Linked DNA regions of Sus scrofa: region 1 is linked to region 2. The links are chromatin contacts, called in public Hi-C maps. All regions are on one chromosome and are shown on one strand. Each heading gives the region's core, a stretch centred on a gene start, on an enhancer-like site or on the middle of the called end of the contact. The rest is flanking DNA. Distances are from core to core; before and after follow the strand shown. Region 1 holds the start of RNF139 (E3 ubiquitin-protein ligase RNF139). Region 2 holds the start of TATDN1 (TatD DNase domain containing 1).

The links. A called contact is a pair of places that touch in the nucleus more often than the background predicts.
Region 1: a Hi-C map of liver shows a contact between it and region 2, with 3 times the contacts expected there. The contact joins the promoter of RNF139 here to the promoter of TATDN1 in region 2. A contact is called at or near these places in 3 of 5 promoter capture datasets (fetal liver and liver), 23 of 47 Hi-C or Micro-C datasets (alveolar macrophages, blood, brain and 11 more) and 2 of 2 datasets of contacts at active chromatin or transcription factors (alveolar macrophages and skeletal muscle).

What each region holds. Positions count from the first base shown.
Region 1 is chr4:15,181,001-15,184,040 of Sscrofa11.1, reverse strand. RNF139 (E3 ubiquitin-protein ligase RNF139) reads left to right here and starts at 1,521. Exons shown (of 2, transcript XM_001927531.7): 1 at 1,521-2,114. The coding sequence starts at 1,934. The region is part of intron 1 of TRMT12 (tRNA wybutosine-synthesizing protein 2 homolog); the gene reads left to right.
Region 2 is chr4:15,111,481-15,114,682 of Sscrofa11.1, reverse strand. TATDN1 (TatD DNase domain containing 1) reads right to left here and starts at 1,337. Exons shown (of 12, transcript NM_001244525.1): 1 at 1,312-1,337. The coding sequence starts at 1,333. It overlaps NDUFB9 (NADH dehydrogenase [ubiquinone] 1 beta subcomplex subunit 9), which reads left to right and starts at 1,402. Exons shown (of 4, transcript XM_013996497.1): 1 at 1,402-1,558. The coding sequence starts at 1,458.

The sequences.
Region 1 (3,040 bases), core at 272-2,771, 69 kb before region 2:
GGGTTTTTGAGGGCCACACCTGCTGCATATGGAGGTTCCCAGGTTAGGGTCCAATCAGAGCTGTAGCTGCTGGCTTACACCACAGCCACAGCAACACCAGATACAAGCAGCCTCTGCAACCTACAACCACAGCTCATGGCAACCCACTCATCCTTAACCCACTGAGCGAGGCCAGGGATCAAACCCATAACCTCATGGTTCCTAGTCAGTTTCTTCTCCGCTGTGCCAGGACGGGTACTCCTATCCCCCTTAATCTGTCTTGGTTTATAATTAAGACTCTGACCTAACTTACACTCCTGCTGGTTAAGGAACAGAAAGGATAGCCAGGTTATATTAATTACATGTATAGGCAACAAATTTAGATCTTTTCCTTCCTAGGTTTGTTGCTGGGACCCTAAAACTAAACCAACAAAAGAGATTAACAGGAGAATAACAAGTTTCTCCGGTGTATACAGGCTTGGAGAAACTAAGTGATCGACAACTCAGGTGGCTACAATTTGGGGCTTATAAAGCTTCTTAACAAAGAACAGTGCATTGTAGAGAAGTGATAAGACAAAGGAAAAGGAGTTTAGGCTTTTAGGGGTGGCAAACTTGTGTAAGGTAAGTATGTGGGGGAAACTAATAAAGATAAGGATTGGTAAGACTTGTGACTGAGTCTACAAGTTTCCTTTTGGTAAAGGAGAGGGAGTCACCTTTACAAAATGGAAACTTATGTTCGCTTTTTAGGCAAATGGGAGGACGGTTAAGTGCTGAGGTGGAGAGTTTTTTGTTTCTGTTTCTCAACTGTCTTCAACTCAAACATAATCATGTCAAAGTGGCATACTTTGGGGTGGCATGTTCTGATTCCCTACAAAAAAGAATGGCTTCTTCTGCCCTGAGAAAGAACGGACTGCCTGGGCGTGCATACCTCAAAGGTTAGAAACGAAGAGGCCAGAATTCTTGCCCTTAAGTTACAGTGGCCCTTGATATTAGTAAAATGTGGCCAGCAAGTGTCCGCAGTTGTAACCAATCGGGTAGGAAACAGGAAAGTTGATGCGCAGAGGGATGCGAGGGCTACTTTCCTTGGTAATGCCTACCGCACCCAGCCCAACCCAAAACAGCAGCCACTCAGCACTGCGCATGCGGCGATGCCTCCAACAGGTCCCCAAACGGCCTTGCAGCATCTTCCCCGAAGAGTCAGCAGCTCGGATCCCGCCTTTGGGTGGGGTGGGGTAGGTCTGACGTTCGGCGCCCTTTGTCTTTCCTCCTTCCTAGCAGCTCTATATCATGTTTACGGGACGTTTAATGGTCTCTAGTAGAGCGACTAATAATTCCCTCCCGCGGCCCAATCCCTCACTGAGCCTTCACCGCCGTGGGTGACGCGGCCACTCTGAGGCCAGAGGGCGCGGCTGCGGAAGAGCGTCTGCGCCAACAGGTGGCGCCCAAAGCCGTGACGACGGCGCAGCCGCGGAGGTGGGCGGGAACCGCGGCAACGCTCAGGGACGTCTGGTACGACGAGCGTGATGACCGAATGGGGAGCGTTCCAAGCGCCGGATTATGACGCGACGTCGGCGCGCGGGCTCCGCGGTCTCGCGTAACCGCGAGCGCAGCCTCCCGGCCTGGCAACAGCAACAACGGCAGAGGCAGGCGGGCGAGGTCAAGATGGTGGCTCCGCGGGCGGGGGAGGCGGTGGAGGGGGGAGGAGCCAGGCGATAGCCGGCCGGAAACACCGACACCCAGAGGCCTCCCGGAAGCCGCCGCCGCAGCCTCAGCCGCCGCCTCCGCCGCCTGCTCCAGCTCGAGAGACGCGAGCGGGCGGCGGGGCGGGCCGTGAGAAAGACTCGAGAGGAGGGAGGGCGGGGCGGAGTCGCCCGCCTCCGCCCCCAGCCGGCGTCCCGGGCCCTGCCCCACGCGGCCCTGCCGGGCCCGCCCAGCCCCGGTGTGGCAGCGGCTCATGGCGGCGGTGGGGCCCCCGCAGCAGCAGGTGCGGATGGCCCATCAGCAGGTCTGGGCGGCGCTCGAAGTGGCGCTCCGGGTGCCCTGCCTTTACATCATCGACGCCATCTTCAACTCCTACTACGATTCCAGCCAAAGCCGGTTTTGCTTCGGGCTCCAGGTCTTCCTCCGGCTCTTTGGTAAGGGGGACTGGGTAGCCTGCGTCCGGAGACTGCCCGCTGGGCCGAGACGTGCTGCAGGGAGCGGGCGGGCGGCCGCGCGCAGGGTGTGTGTGTGTGTATGTGTGTATGTACACACACCAGCCCCCCCCGGGGGCGTCTTTGCAAGCCAGGGGAGGAGATGACACTTGTCTCAGACTTGACAGCGGAGCAGTCCTCCCAGCGACTCAGCCTCCTGTTCATTTTTGCCTCTAAGGGCTGGGAGAAAACATCAATGTGTGAGCGTGCGGCTTTGAGCCTGCTGTTTCTCTTGGGAAATGAGTACTGGTTTACCGCGTCCTATGCGACAGCTTTGGAAAAACAGCAACTGTTTTTGCCCCGTCTCGCAGTGCGTGACCTTGGGCTCGTGGAGCCAAAGCCTGGGCCTCAGTTTCCCGGTTTCCAAAATGCAGAGTACTCTTATGTTGCCATTTAAATGACATCCAAACGGAGGAGACAAGGTTTCGAATGTCAGACCTTGAAACCATTACCAAAAATCCTCGTGAAGCAGGCAGTACTTATAATGAGTCCTAAAATTTCCCGCGAATAGGGAAGATACTGAGAACGGTTATAAAAACGTGGCTAGGAAGTGATGACACTTCTGAAAATCATTGTCTTCGTCGTGTACGAATGGAATGTTAAAAACATCTTATACTTCCCTCCCTATCTTCACTTGCACTCCCAGAGTGAGAAACGTTTATGCTTAGAATTTTTTAAGTAATTGAAACTTGGCGAATTTTGTTGATGAGGTAATTCTTGTGTCAGCTTTTAGTGGGGTAGTGCTTTTGAAGTGTTGCTAGGATGAGCTGCTGGTGAGATCCTTACCAGGCCTTTCTGAATGGGGAGCCATCTGTTGCAGGTTTTTTCCTCCTTTTAAAAGAAAGTGTGGTAATGGTGAGCTTTGCTTT
Region 2 (3,202 bases), core at 88-2,587:
TTGTAAAAAATGTCACTTAAATTAACTCTCAGATCTAAATTTATAATCTTAACCACTCTCCTGAGTGCCAGACATTTCCAATTGCTCAGTAAATATCTCTACCCAAAAGGTCCTATAAGAGTCTGAAACTTAACCGAATCCAAACGGATCTTGCTGTAGCACCCAGCCACTCCCATTACGTTTCCATTTCACATTTAGGTTATTTATCCCAACCCTGAATCATCTCTGTTCTCTCCTTTATCTGACATAAACACTCAGCTGCTAAACGCTGCATACGTATCTCTCTTCTCTTTGTCTCTCCCGTTTCCGGTGTCGTAGTTCAAGCTCTGAAATGCTTCTCTGCCTCTCCCTACGCCCCACCAAACCTAACAGCTGTCAGGATTACTGTACTAAAGCAGAGATGTGATCACTGTCATTTTCCACCTTCAAGTAGCTGGAAACTTCACAAAAACAAGGATCATGCCCAGCTTTACCCACTGCTGTATCCCATAGCCCAGGGCCCCCAATATGTACTGGCCCTCAATGATTTACTTAATGAATGCTCCTGGTGAAAAGTCTTCAGCGAGGCTCTACTCTATACACAGTAAAATTAACCTCATCAAGACATTCGAGTCCCAAGTTACCCTTCCAATCCTAGCTCTCACACTGTCCCATACTTGTAAATGCCTGATACAAGTATGCTTATTCCTTTAGTTTCTGTCGCATTTTCCCTCTCTTGTTCTACCCATGCTGAATGGATTACCGTACTTGTCAGGTAATAGAACTTGTTTCTCTTCCCGCTATTTATGCCGTCAGTTTCCCCACCAGATGGGGATGACAGCAGAGCAGGGACCTGGCCTGTATTCCTAGGCCGGTGCCGGGCAAACCAGGGTCGAACCAGGGTCGTTCAGTAACTGCGATATGAACGCACGAATTAGCGAATAAACGGGTGCCTCGAAGCTATCCTCCTCTCCACCGCGGAGACGGGAAAAGGCGGGAGGTGCAGAAGGGATGGAGGGTCAGCTAGGGACTGGCCTTCTGGGGTTTTTTTGGTAGCTCTGCCTCCTTTTATCTTTTTATTCAATACAACGCATGCTGGGAAAAGCATAAATCATAATGCAGCTCGTGAATTTCCACAAATAAGCACACCCGTGAAGCCAGCACCCAAACCGCGATCCTGAACATTATTAGCACCCAGAAACCTCCCCGCGCCCTCTTCCATAGGGTGCACTTTCAACCCGCAAAGAGCCGGAGAGCTCACATCCTGGGCCCTCCGGCGGCGGTGGGCGACGCCTGAGGATTGCAAGGCCAAAGATCCAGGAAAAGTCTTACCCACGAACTTGAACCGGCTCATGACTGCAGCCCTGGCTCCTCCCCGGCGGAAGCGGAAGTGGCCGCCGCTCGCCCCGCCCTTCCGGGGAAGCCCCACCCCTCGTTTTCCGGCAGCGCCCGCGGCCGCTGAAGGTGAGCGGGCCGTCATGGCTTTCTCGGCGCCGGCGGCCTACCTGACCCACCAGCAGAAGGTGCTGCGGCTTTATAAGCGGGCGCTGCGCCACCTGGAGTCGTGGTGCGTCCACAGGTGAGAGAGGGGGACCCACGGCGCGGGGAGGTGAGGCGGAGGCCTCCACGGAGGCCGAAAGGCCCTAGTGACCCGGGGGGAGGGGAGAGAGGTGTCAAGGACTTCGGGAACGGGGTGGAAGGCGACGTCTCGACCCACAGAGCCCCCGCGTAGACCCGGGTTCGAATGCAGACTTCGTCGCCCGCAGGTGCGCGAGACCTTGAAGAATTGCTTATTTGGCCCAGGCCTCACTTTTCTGATCAGGAAAATGGACACAGGACCCAGTGTCGAGGGTGGCATGTCGATTAAGAAAGTGCCTCCGGCGTTCACTAAGTAATAGTTTTCTTCATGACCTTCTCGTTCCTAATATTAGCAGTAATAATCTATGCATATTTTCTCTTGTCCTCACAACTCTGGGAGTTAGGGATTATTTGGCCTTATTTTATAGATGAGGAGAGAGAAGCTAGAGAGTAATTTGTTCAAGGCCCTGAATCTGGTAAGTGGCCAGCCAGGATTAAAACTCAGGTGTCTTAACCACAAAGCATCATTATCCTTCCCATCAGCTTTTCTTGTTTTAGCTTCATCCATTCCTTTTTATTATCTTCACATTGCATGAATTCTCATCATCTCTCTCTCTTCATCTAAGATTAGTCATAGAACATATTCATAAAACATACAGATTTTTGTGACCTACACGCAATGCATGGTGGGGTGACAACCCAAAATGTGTGAATGCCAGACCTCCACTCCCTTAGCCAAATCCTAAAACCTTGTCCCACAAAGAAGGGCCTTTGAGAAAAACCTCTAAACAATGAGAAACTGAGTACATCTGGAAGAGTTGTGGAAAGGATCCTTGATTGCATATATGGGCTTATTGTAAAGTCATTGACCTACTTCTCTTTGCTAAGTAGGAAGATGGCCAGGTTCAAGGTTGTAAGATTAATTACTTCCCTAATTTCTCCTTATTCATTCATCTGACAGAATTTGCATTCCAGGTGTATGCTGACTGATGCATAAATAAGCCTATAAGGCTTCTTTCTCATCTGTAGCAACTAGTGGATAAATGGGGAAGATGGACCTATAAACAAATAGATAACATGGAGAATTATCAGTTATATAAAAAGGAAGGAAGTTGAGCCGTCAAGAATTCTACATATAGAGTTCCCATCGTGGCTCGGTGGTTAACGAATCCGACTAGGAACCATGAAGTTGTGGGTTCGATCCCTGGCCTTGCTCAGTGGGTTAAGGATCCAGCATTGCTGTGAGCTGTGGTGTAGGTTACAGACTCGGCTTGGATCCTGCTTTGCTGTGGCTCTGGAGTATGCCAGTGGCTACAGCTCCAATTCGACCCCTAGCCAGAGAACCTCCATATGCCACGGGGGTGGCCCAAGAAATGGCAAAAAGACAAAAAAAAAAAAAAAAGAATTTTAATCTGAGGGAGTTCCTGTTGTGGCTCAGTGGGTTACCAACCCGACTAGTATCCAAGAGGATGCAGGTTTGATCCCTGGCCTCTCTCAGTGGGTTAAAGGGTTCAGCGTTCCTGCGGCTGTGGCATAGGCCGACAGTCCCAGTTCCCATCCAACCCCTAGCCTGGGAACTTCCACATGCCACAGGTGTGGCCCTTAAAAAAAAAAAATTTCTACATCTTAGAAAAAGTTCAGTCTT